4 separate regions of the Mus musculus genome follow, and regions 1, 2 and 4 are each linked to region 3. A link is a contact called in public promoter capture Hi-C data. All regions are on one chromosome and are shown on one strand. Each heading gives the region's core, a stretch centred on a gene start, on an enhancer-like site or on the middle of the called end of the contact. The rest is flanking DNA. Distances are from core to core; before and after follow the strand shown. Region 1 holds the start of Slx1b (SLX1 structure-specific endonuclease subunit homolog B (S. cerevisiae)). Region 2 holds the start of Aldoa (aldolase A, fructose-bisphosphate). Region 3 holds the start of Stx4a (syntaxin 4A (placental)). Region 4 holds the start of Sgf29 (SAGA complex associated factor 29).

Evidence for each region. Capture Hi-C pulls out chosen DNA fragments and counts their contacts.
Region 1: a promoter capture Hi-C map of adipose tissue shows a contact between it and region 3, with 2.4 times the contacts expected there. The contact joins the promoter of Slx1b here to the promoter of Stx4a in region 3. A contact is called at or near these places in 1 of 39 promoter capture datasets (liver) and 2 of 9 other capture datasets (adipose tissue and liver).
Region 2: a promoter capture Hi-C map of adipose tissue shows a contact between it and region 3, with 2.7 times the contacts expected there. The contact joins the promoter of Aldoa here to the promoter of Stx4a in region 3. A contact is called at or near these places in 1 of 39 promoter capture datasets (pre-B cells), 1 of 484 Hi-C or Micro-C datasets (B cells), 2 of 115 datasets of contacts at active chromatin or transcription factors (astrocytes and thymic regulatory T cells) and 2 of 9 other capture datasets (adipose tissue and pancreatic islet).
Region 4: a contact with region 3 is called in a promoter capture Hi-C map of liver, with 2.5 times the contacts expected there. The contact joins the promoter of Sgf29 here to the promoter of Stx4a in region 3. A contact is called at or near these places in 1 of 39 promoter capture datasets (embryonic stem cells), 1 of 115 datasets of contacts at active chromatin or transcription factors (embryonic stem cells) and 2 of 9 other capture datasets (liver and pancreatic islet).

The regions. Positions count from the first base shown.
Region 1 is chr7:126,694,453-126,697,152 of GRCm38.p6, reverse strand. It overlaps Slx1b (SLX1 structure-specific endonuclease subunit homolog B (S. cerevisiae)), which reads left to right and starts at 1,370. Exons shown (of 6, transcript NM_029420.4): 1 at 1,370-1,728. The coding sequence starts at 1,550. It overlaps Bola2 (bolA-like 2 (E. coli)), which reads right to left and starts at 1,153. Exons shown (of 3, transcript NM_175103.3): 1 at 1,054-1,153; 2 at 873-970; 3 at 460-598. The coding sequence starts at 1,116. The coding sequence ends at 499.
Region 2 is chr7:126,797,923-126,800,622 of GRCm38.p6, reverse strand. Aldoa (aldolase A, fructose-bisphosphate) reads left to right here and starts at 1,369. Exons shown (of 9, transcript NM_007438.4): 1 at 1,369-1,578.
Region 3 is chr7:127,840,269-127,843,136 of GRCm38.p6, reverse strand. It overlaps Stx4a (syntaxin 4A (placental)), which reads right to left and starts at 1,329. Exons shown (of 11, transcript NM_009294.3): 1 at 1,069-1,329; 2 at 772-873; 3 at 593-692; 4 at 379-453. The coding sequence starts at 1,098.
Region 4 is chr7:126,648,038-126,650,737 of GRCm38.p6, reverse strand. Sgf29 (SAGA complex associated factor 29) reads right to left here and starts at 1,429. Exons shown (of 10, transcript NM_029339.3): 1 at 1,261-1,429.

The DNA of each region.
Region 1 (2,700 bases), core at 121-2,620, 1.1 Mb after region 3:
GACCTGTCTGAAAGACAAAACCAAAGCAAAGATCCACAGTGGAGAGGAACTAGCTGTGGGAGAGCTGAACTGAACATCAGCGTGCATTGTGTCCATCCCTCCTCCTGAGTGTGTACGCCTGTGAAGAGACTGACAGAAATTCTGTATCTTGTCTCTGCTACTTCCAGGAACCTGGAGTGAGGGAACCTGGGAGAATGCTCAGGGTTTCTGAGGGCTGACAGAGCAGGAACACCCTGCTTTTTGAGGTCTGACCTTGGTGACAGTACAGACCACAGGGTTTGACAGTAAAGCCTTGGCAGACTTAAGAACCGAATCTTCATTGTTTAAGTTGGGACCTAGAGGGCTCAGGAAAGAAATCCATCCAAATTTGCTGAAACAATGGCTGGAGGAGAGTCAGGGAAAAGCCACATCCGTGACTTGGCCTCAGGGTCTTCAAACAGCACACTGAGACCAGCTGGGCCAGGTTTAAATTTTAATGACTGTTCAGGCCTAGGCCCCTCATTCACGCCGCTGTCGGGTCCACTGCTCTGGGGTCAGAGTTTTCTGCTCAAAGGCATGGATGTGCGGGAGCTCTTCGGCTAAGCACTCGTTCACCAGCCTGGAGCGAGAGAAGGGAATGGGAAATGAGCGGCCTCAGCTGGAGTGATGGGCTCCGAAGCTAGGGTGACCAAGGAGATCGGAGACGTCTCCAAGAAGTGGGGATTCAAGGAGAGGACAGGAATCCAATCACAAAGGCAGGAGCACCCTCGGGGCTATGGGTCACATCTCCGGGCTTTGGGAATGAGTTGGTCCCACCCATGGCGAGCGGATGCCCGGGCTGCCATCCGGAGCCTGAGGCTTGGCTGGGTGAGAGGCTGGCTCCCGGGGCTCACCGGTGTCTCTGGAGCAGTGGCTTTCCCTCGAACTTAGCCGACACCACCAGGACTCGGAAGCTGGTCGCGCAACGGTTCAGAGTCGTGTCCTCCACCTCCTAGCGGGCAGAAGACCCGGACGATGGAACACGCGCCCAGGAGTCCTTCCCCACCGCCCGCGACCTCTCAGCATCGCACTCACCACATGCTCTGCCTCCAGGTCCTGCCGCAGCTTCTCGCGGAGGTAATCGGCGCTGAGTTCCATAACCACAGCCCGGCGGGGCTACAGCCCAGCGTGCAAAGAACCTCGCCTCGGGTCCCGCCACCTCGCTTTCCGCCCTCACTGCAGCCACTTCCTCCACGCCGCTCACTTCCGCCCTTCCTAGGGCGGCTTCGAAGGCAGCACTTCCGCCTCCTGGCTCCCTTGAATTCCCAGCACTTGGGAGGTTTCCTCCCAACAGTTAGCCAATCCGAGCCGGACTGGAGGGCAGCCAGTCCTGCGGTTCCGCTTGCACACCCTCCTCCTGCCAGCAGGCGGCGCAGCAAGTCGCTCTGCCGGCTTTCCAGGAGTTTGCAGGACCATTCTCCCGTGCTTTTTCCTAAACCAAGGTTTTGCAGTCCTGGCTACCCAGCCCTTTCCGAGGTCCGAGGTCCCAGAAACCACCCCCAACTCTGGCCCTTCAACCCAGAAAGTCCGGATGGACCATGCAGCAAGACCCGGGCGCTTCTTCGGTGTCTACTTGCTCTACTGCCAGAACCCTCGGCATCGGGGCCGCGTTTACGTTGGATTCACTGTCAATCCTGCTCGTCGGGTCCGGCAACACAACGCGGGTCGCAAGAAAGGTGGAGCATGGCGGACCAGCGGGCGAGGACCCTGGTAAGAAGGCGCGGGTGTCTGGTCGGAAGGCTCCGCGTAGGAGGCGGGCCGCTAGGGCAAAGGAGTGACAGAGGCGGGACCGGTTTTTTTTTTTTTTTTTTTTTTAGATCTGGGGCGGTGCTGAGTCCCTGGCCTGCCACCAGAGCAAGCGTAGCAGCGAGGTGGCACCTTATGTATATCAACACTCTGCGATGGCTGGATTAAAATTTGTGATGCTTAATTGGATTACGAGTGCACAAGTTTAGGGCTGCTTTGTAACTCCACTACCAGGGTATCAGACGCCCTCTTCTAATCTCTGCACATACGTACCAAACATTCATGCACATAAATGGATTTAAGAAAAAAAAAAATCAGATACAAAAGCTATGCTATGCAATTAACCTAGGTCCTTATCTTAGGGTTACTATTTTTTAAAATAAAGATTTAAAGATCTATTTATTCATTTTATGTATATGAGTACAGTGTAGCTGCCTTTAGACACGCCAGAAGAGGGAATTGTATGCATCGCAGATGGTTGTGGGCCAGCACGTGGTGGCTGGGAGTTGAACTCATGACCTCTGGAAGAGCAGTCAGTGCTCTCAACCTCTGAGCCATCTCTGCAGCCCCCTAGGGTTACTATTGTTACTATTGTTACTATTGTTGTGATGAGTCACCAGGACCGAAAGCGTACTGGGGAGGAACGCGTTTATTTGGCTTACACTTCCATGTGAATGTGCTTTCATCTCCTCAGATGAAGGGGTGAGAGGAGAGCCGTACCCAAGCTGTGTGAATATATGGCTTGGGCTGAGCCAGAGCGTTTCTTTCTCTGTTCTAACTATCCCTAGGCCTACCCCTGGAAGCTTCTAACCTCTGTACAATCTATTCTTCCAAGATGGCTGATTCAATCCGGCTTCTCTCAGCTTTTGACTGAATTGCTCTGCTTGGCCTCATACTAGCCTTGACAATCTGTTCTAATCTTCTGGCTCCTTCTCA
Region 2 (2,700 bases), core at 120-2,619, 1.0 Mb after region 3:
AGGATGCAGGACATTGCTCACCCAGGCAACAGTGTGGGAGGTTTCTGCCAACCTGGACTATCAGGATAAAGGGATGGCCAGCCACACCCTGCCTTTAGACTCCTGGTTATTTTAAGAGGTGAGTATCCTGCCTGCATCTGCTCTCCTTTGGAAAAAAAAAAAAAGTACAACCACCAGCAGGCACCAGAGTCAAGGGAGGAGGGAACCAGAGGAGGCAGTGGGAGGCAATATCTAGATGTTTTCCCTTCTTGTTCTGCCTTACAGATCCTGGACCTGAGACTGATTTCTTGACTAATTTCACTGTATTTCCAAGGAAGAGGTTCCTCTAAAGACCGGTGAGTGAGCAGTGGCACCTCCTCCTCTCAAGGCAAACCAAAGCTGCCTCTTCTTCACCCCCCACGCAGGGATGAATGTCAGGAGCCTCAGGTTTCCCTAAATATAGGTCCCGGCCGCGGGATTCGTGGTGGGGAAAGGGCAGGGGTTACCGAGAAGGTCTGGGACACTGGTGCGGGGGTGTGTAGGGGAGGGGTGGGGAGTAGGAGCTGCCTTAAAACCCAGCCCTGGACTGCCGGGCTCACTCTCTGCTGACCGGGCTCTGCGGCTTCTGTCACTGCGCCACAGGTGGGCCGCTATCCGGATTGCAGGATGGGAATGGGGGTTGCGGATTGGGACCTGAGGAAACTGAGTGCTCTGAGAGTTACAGGGTGACAAGAGAGCTCCGAGACGGATTTTTTTATTTTGGAGAAGGAAATCAGGTTCGGGAAAGACCTGTCTGGCTTGGGCCAGTCCTTGTCGGTCATTTCCTCAAACTGGGTGTGTTTAGCTCGCGGGTGGTGCCTCCCGCCAATCTGCTAGGCAACGCCAGGCCTGGATACGCCACTCAGTTCCGATGTGGCCGGCACACTAGTTCTGGGAGGTTTTGCCTGCGTACCATGTCAGCTGCGCCGTGCTCTGGCCAGGGAGAGATGGAACGCGCCCTGCATTTTAGTCAAGCGACGAAGCAGGCAGGCAGGGAGGCTCCGAAGCTCTGCGTTCTTAGCAGTGACGTCAGGCTGCAACTACACAGCCGGAAGCCAGGGGTCTTGGAGGAGAGGCCAGCCACCATCTCACTCTGACCCCCTCCCTACTCTTCGCCAACCCACATTCCGGCTGAGTCACGATGTTCGCGCGCGCGCCAGGCAGGGGTTGGGGGGGGGGGTGTTGGGGGGGGGGGCCTGGTGACCTGCGGGATGTGGCTCGAGTCACGTCCTAGCGGGGCGGAGGAGGGATCGTGTTCTAGCCGCTTGTCTCCTCCCCAGTGCCGCCTCCTATCGGAGCATCTTGGGGCGGTGCTGCGCACAGTGCCCACCTTCAATTGGACGGTTCCCGTCCCTGCAAGGGAAAAAACCTGCAGAGGGCGGAGCGGCGCCTTTAAATGTCCGGGGCCCCGCCTCCCGTCCCCCCCAACCCAGCTGAATAGGCTGCGTTCTCTTGGAACGCGCAGCAGAACGAGGTTCTGGTGACCCTAGCCGCGTTCGCTCCTTAGTCCTTTCGCCTACCCACCGGCGTACCAGGCAGACCCACCCCGTCCTGTGCCAGGTGAGCGCCATTTGACACGTGCTCGGGGAAGGGTCTATGGGGTTAGGATCTTGGGCCGGTGGCGGGCAGTGCAGAGCCGTCTTCCCCACGGCCCCTCACTTCTCCTTTTTCTACCCCCACGCTTGCCCCCAGCCCGGGTTCTCCGGCCTGCGCCCTGGCGGTTCGCTGCGCCACGCAGCAACTCAGCGCGCTGAGTCATGCCGGGGGAGGAAGCAAGATGAGGTGGAAAAACAGACCCCTCTTTATTTTTGCAAAAACTCTCCGCTATGCAAAGCATCAGGGTCCCATTTCCTATTCAAGAGATCTCAAGAAGCGATGGGGAGACGGGGGCGATCGGCTCTTACACCGTCTCAGGATTTACGCGATGGGGTGGAGGAAATTGGTTTCCTTTCGGGGGAGCCCCAGGAGAGAAGGCTAAACTCCTCAGCTGCAGTACTCTGTTGCCCATTAACACTTTACTATCTTTCCTTATCTGTGACCTTGATTCTGAGTCTGGAACCGCTGTAGCGTAGAAGTGCACGTGCCTCGTACATCCTTTCCCTCCCCTTCTAACAGTATGGAGGCAAAGGTTTCGTTCTACCTGGGCTCCATAGCCCCTTTTCTGTGCTTCTGATGGCCCTGTGTTTTTCCTAATAATTAATCCTTTTCCTCGAGCTCCTCCCCCGCAACCATCACGAAGAGAGAAGCCTGACCTTGGGGTGTCCTTGAAGCCTGGGCCGGCCCTGGGTGGATTAGAAGGGGCCCCCCCACCTCAGTCGGGAAATCTTGGTTCTCTCTTAACTCTCGCCTTTGGGTTGCTATGTGGCTTTGAGCACAGATCATTTCTTTCTTGGGCTCTTTCAGATGAGGGTATTAGGCTCTCTGCCCTATTCGTGATCCTTAAATTCTAAAATATTCCCGGTTCAATTTTGTTTCTAGGCAAGGTGACCCATGGCAACGCGCAGGCCAGATGGGTCCAGCTTCAACATGACCCGCCTGTCCCTGGCTCTGGCTTTTTCCTTTCCCCCAGTTGCCAGTGAGCAACCCCACTCTGAGCTGGGCAACACCCAGCAACAGACAGAGTTAGGAAAGGTACAGGAAGAGGCAGGTCTAGTATAGGGAAGTCGGGAGTAGGGGAGAGCT
Region 3 (2,868 bases), core at 80-2,579:
GGTGAGAAGAGAGAAGGGAGAGGAGAAGGGGGCGAATTCTGAATTTCTGAGATATGTTTTTCTTTGAATTACACCAGTGGGTTCCCACAAGCGTGGAGGAACCTCTCATCTGCTTGCCCAAAGAATACACACTGGCCTGAAAGGATGAGAGCAGTAAGTAATTTTGAATTTAAACTTAAAATAATAATAAAGGAATCTGAGAGGCCATAATGTGCTCTGCAAAGTACCATGGCTTTGATGCCATGGGACAGAGATCCTAGACCCAAGTCTGCTGTGTGACCTGGATCTATCACTTGACTGTATACAACAACTAGATACACCAGCAACTGGGCTGAATCAAAGGGAAAGATATGGCTGAGACCCTTGAAATTCATTCACCTTTTAGCTGCGCCCGGACCTCTCTCCCCAGCTGTTTGATCTCCTCTCGCAGGTTCTGCAGGCCCTGCTTCATGCCTAAACGAGAAAGCCAACACTTCTAAATCACAGCCTCTCCCACAAACCAAAACCAAACCCATCCTGGCCATCACCTGAATAAAACTACATCCCCCATAGTCCACCGGGCTGGCGTGCGTGAGCCCTAGGTTTCGCTTACTCTCCTCGGGAAGAGGCGTGGCCAGGATGGTGACCTGCTGTTTCTCCAACTCCCGGACTTTACTCTCCAGTTTGGCCATAGTCTGCCGAATTGTCTGCACCTAGGAAGGATCACCAAGAGGGCTGAAGACTTAAGTGTCACTCTAGTCCGCCCTACTCCTCGGTTCTCCTGACCCTTACCTTCTGGAAGAACTCGTCGTCCGGGCTGCCCAACCGGGCAGCACCTGAGTGCACCACCAGCGCGACTCGAACCTCATCTTCATCGTCTGAGATGTTATCCCCCTGCCAGGGCCGGAGTCATTGGCGACAGTTGCTCGCTGCGGTTCTCGCCCCGCAGGAACCATGGGCTTCCGGGATTTTCCTTCCTGGCCATCAGCCACCCGCCCGGGACCCAAAACCAGGAGTCCTCACTCCAGCGCGCCCGCCCGGCCCCGCTTCTCCTCACTCCAGGGTGTCCTCACCATCCCGGTTTCTCACCTGCCTCAACTCGTGGGTCCTGTCGCGCATGGTGGTCGGAGTGCCCTGGACCCGAGCCCAAAGGGCCTCAAGGTTCTAAATTTGGAAGTCCTGCACCTCTCTCACACTTGACACCCCCTCCCTCACCCAGCGAACTCCAGTACACCCCGGAGCCGCCAAAGGCCCCACCCCTTTCACCATCCACAGTCGTGGGGAAGAACCCGATCATAGGACCCCCAAAGTTCTACAGGTTGGAATTCCCTTCTCTTCCCCCCATCCTGCTCCCGCAGCTGCCGCCCCGCCCCTCGGGGGATGACTCCGAGCATGCGCGCGAGGGCTCGGCTCGTCCTCGCTAGAGGGAAAGGCGGAGGTCGGAAGCAGTGGCAGCCGAACGGAAGCGAGGCTGCCTGAGTCCAGAGCCCGCCCCGCTGCTCCCCCCCCCCCCACTACCGGAACATCTCATATTGGAGCCGAGATCTAGTTGCCCAAAGGGTTGGGAATGCGTCATTTGCACGCAGTCTGAGAGCCTCGTATCTCACATCACCCCATGGCGCCCCCTCATCACGTGACAGGCCGGGCCCAGCTCCGCGGGCTGCACGCCCGACCGCCAGTCATGTGTTCCGGCCTGTCAGCGACGTCTCGGGCTTCAGTCTCGCGACGTCCCCGACACCCCAGCGTCTGAGCTGTGCCCCAACAGCTTCTTCGAGGTGGGGAAGGGTACACTGCCTACTCTCAGCCACCTACTAAGGATGCTCTGTAGAATTCACTTTTTTGTTGTTTTAATTTTGGGTCCTCGGGCGTGGGCAAAGTGAAGACTTGCATTTGGGGCTGTCAGTATCATGAGACCTTGGAAATCAGGAAATAATAAGACCCGAGTCTCCAGCGTCAGGGAATTGCAGGGTTTTGTAGGCAGAGAATCTGGGGGTGGGAAGTGACCTCAGCCAAGGTGGCGCTCCCCCCGCTGCTCCCCCGCGTCCTCCTGGCACAGCCTCTGACAGGTGGGCGGCCTATGCCCCGAGTGAGCATTGCAGTCCCGCTGAGCTCGCTACCTTCTGAGCAGCACGACAATTCCAGAGCAGCTCAGACTGAGAAAAATGTACTGTTACCTCCGCAGCCCTGCCTTACAGCTGACGTCTCAGCATGACTTGCTTTTCTTTAACGGAATCCCCAACACCAAATTCGGTAGCTGCCACATAGCAGTCCTGCATAGAAGATTTGATCCGAATAGTAGCCTTTCCTGTATTTGAAACTAAAGCCCGTGGCTTCCTGATCTTCTTTACGCTTCTCTCACGGTGCCATTTCCCCAGATTTGTTTGTTTGTTTGTTTGTTTGTTTGTTTGTTTTTCGAGACAGGGTTTCTCTGTGTAGCCCTAGCTGTCCTGGAACTCACTCTGTAGACCAGGCTGGCCTCGAACTCAGAAATCCGCCTGCCTCTGCCTCCGGAGTGCTGGGATTAAAGGCGTGCACCACCACTGCCCGACTTCATTTCCCCAGCTTTGACCCTCCAGAAATACATTCACTTGATAGATTTATTGGACACATACATACTAGGGAATAGATACTGATATGGGCTAGCGACATATCAAGGACCAACAGACCAAAGTCCTGTGCCCTGTGGAACTTCTATTGTATAGAAGCTTCCCCCCCCCCCGCACCCCCCAAAGTCCCTCAGCAGGTGTCAGAACAGCTAAAAATGGGTATTTGAATACCTGAAAGTTCATCAAAAGAAACAATAGTCAGTCCCTTTCTGGTTCTGGGCGAGAAGCCTAGATTTCTGAGTTGCTATGGACTTTTGGAGAGTCATGTTTGTCTTTGGACCTT
Region 4 (2,700 bases), core at 180-2,679, 1.2 Mb after region 3:
CAGATGGTTGTGAGTCACCATGTGGTTGCTGGGAATTGAACTTAGGACCTCTGGAAGAGCAGTCAGTGCTCTTAACTGCTGAGCCATCTCTCCAGCCCCCTTCCTTCCTTTGGATCCCTCCACACCACATGGCATGCTGTTTGGCTTTAAGGCTGACATCCTTCTGCCTATTACTGCCTACTGCCTAGCAGTAATAAATAAAAGAAATCCATTTCATCTAAATTTGAATTGAGCCTAAGATTTGGTCTTTCCCTGTGGATTCTAACACCACAACATTATACTGATCTACAAGATGTAAATTTGAGGGCCAGTGAGATAGCTCAGCAGATTCAAGTGCTTGTGCCAAGCCTGATACCCCGAGTTCCATCCTAGAAGCCTACATGATGGAAGGAGAGAACTCCTGAAAGCTGTCAATTGACCTCCACAAAAGTGCCATGGAATGAACATGCCTGCCTTCACACACACCAAATATTTTTACAAGATAGAAACGAGAGCACCAAAATAAATTTTATTTTTATTTAAAGTGTGAAATAGACAATGTCCAAGGAGGGAACAGAAAGAAAGGCAAGATGAAGAAGGGTTTATGTATTTTGATGGTACAACCGTTAAAGATGAAGCAATGGAAGCAGGAGTTCTTTAGAGGAGAACCGAGGCAATGAAAGAGGATGCTACCAATCCTGTATCACTGAACTTCGGAATCCAGAAGTCAAGGTGGCTTTGTTAGAGCTGTTTCTGTGAAACAGCATGAGTCAAAGCCTCCCTAGAGAAAGCTGAACATTGACAGGTAGGGGAAGGTGCTGATGAGTAGACGCAGACGTCCTAGGATACATGTGTCAGCCAACACAAGAGTGAGCTGGAGAGTGGATGAAGTTACTGTTGTGAAAATGGACACCTTTAGAGCATGTGCAGTCTGTAATCTCAGCACTCGGGATTGGGGGAGGAGGACTGCGATCTCACGGCCAGGTTGGGCTACCAAAAACTAAGCTTTTGAGAAAGTAGTAAAATGTGCTGATGTCTGGGACTCACATCAGCTGCCGGCATCTAGACTAGCCAGCTCCAGCCGCTTCCCACCTCTTCAGAGAGGTAGGGCGCACGCGCAAGCCCCAGGGCGCCGGCTCCCACAGCCCCGCCCCCTTCCCGTCCAGGGCGCGTGCGCGTCTCCTCAGACGCCGCCTCGGCGAGCCGGGCGCCGGGCAGGAACGCTGGCCTTTCGTTCCCGCGCTGCTTGGAGGTACCTTGCCATGGCCCCGTCCCACCTACCGAGCACAGGAAGAAACAGCACGTCGCGCTGGTAACTGCGATGGCGGGAACAGGCGAATCCCTGGAACGTTTCCTCACAGGGTAGTCTCGCACTTGCGTTCGAAGGTTCGCGGCGCGTCAAGAACCACACACGCTGTTTCTCTTATGAGCGCGGTCGAGCGCGGAGGACTCCTCTGCGCATGCCGGGTACTTCTCTGTGACGTGCTGCATTGCACTCTGGGAAACGTAGTTCTTACTTCGACACCTGTGCTTTGATGTACTTAATCATGATTTAATAGATCAGAGTCAAAGGAACAGAAAAGCATGCGTGAAGCCTCGCTTCGCATGTGAAAGGTGATGGGAGCGGATCCTCTGCACCAGAAGAAAACAACAACAAAACCACATCAGATTGTTGGGGATGAGGAGGGAGGGCCCCAGGACGCAGATGAGAACTCTGTACTTTAAGCTGAAATTTGCCGTGAATTTAAAATGTATCTGAAAATATTTTTAAATTCCAAATAAGCAGTTTTAGGTTTAGTACTTGTATTTTACAGAATCTTCCCAGCAAATAAAAGATTTGGACATGCAAACATTTAGCTACATCTTTGGATACCTACCCTGTGGATGCCTGCCCAGTTAGTGCAGTGGTAGGACACTTGCTTAGCATGGTCCCGGGCTCAGTCCCTAGGGACTGCTCCCACCCTAACTATCCTAATATTTCGTACATAACACCTAAAAAAATCAATATGGTTTGGTGGTTAAGAGCAAGTACTGCTCAATCGTGAAGACCAGAATTAGAATGCCAGCACTTGGGTCAGCTGGCTCAGACTGCCTGTAACTCCAGCTCCAAGGGATCTAATGCCCTCTTTTGGCCTCTGAGGGCACTGCACAGGTGCACATACACATATACATACGCCTGGACATAGAATAAAAATATTTTTGAAAATCTTTTAAAGTTTATAATTACATATTGTTATTCTCTGATAGAATTACAAATGCTATAAGGTCAAGATCATTAGACATTCCCAGTACATAGCACTGTGCCTGGCATACAACAAGCTATCAGATATTTTTCTATTAGGAAACCTTACATTTTAACACTGAAACTATTTTAGCCCCTAGACTAGCAAAGAAATTAATGTATATATATATATATATATATATATATATATATATATATATATATATATATATATGTGTGTGTGTGTGTGTGTGTGTGTGTATACATATATATATATATGTGTGTGTGTGTGTGTGTGTGTGTGTGTGTATGTATATGAATGAGTCTGGGGAGATGCCGAGCAATCAAAAACATGTACTGCTTTTGCAAAGAGCCCGTGTTCAGTTCCCAGTGCCTACAGTAGTGGCTTATAACGATCTGCAATTCCAGCCCCAAGGGTACTGATGTGCTGTCCTCTGGCACCTGCACTCACGTGCACATACCCACACGGAGACACATAC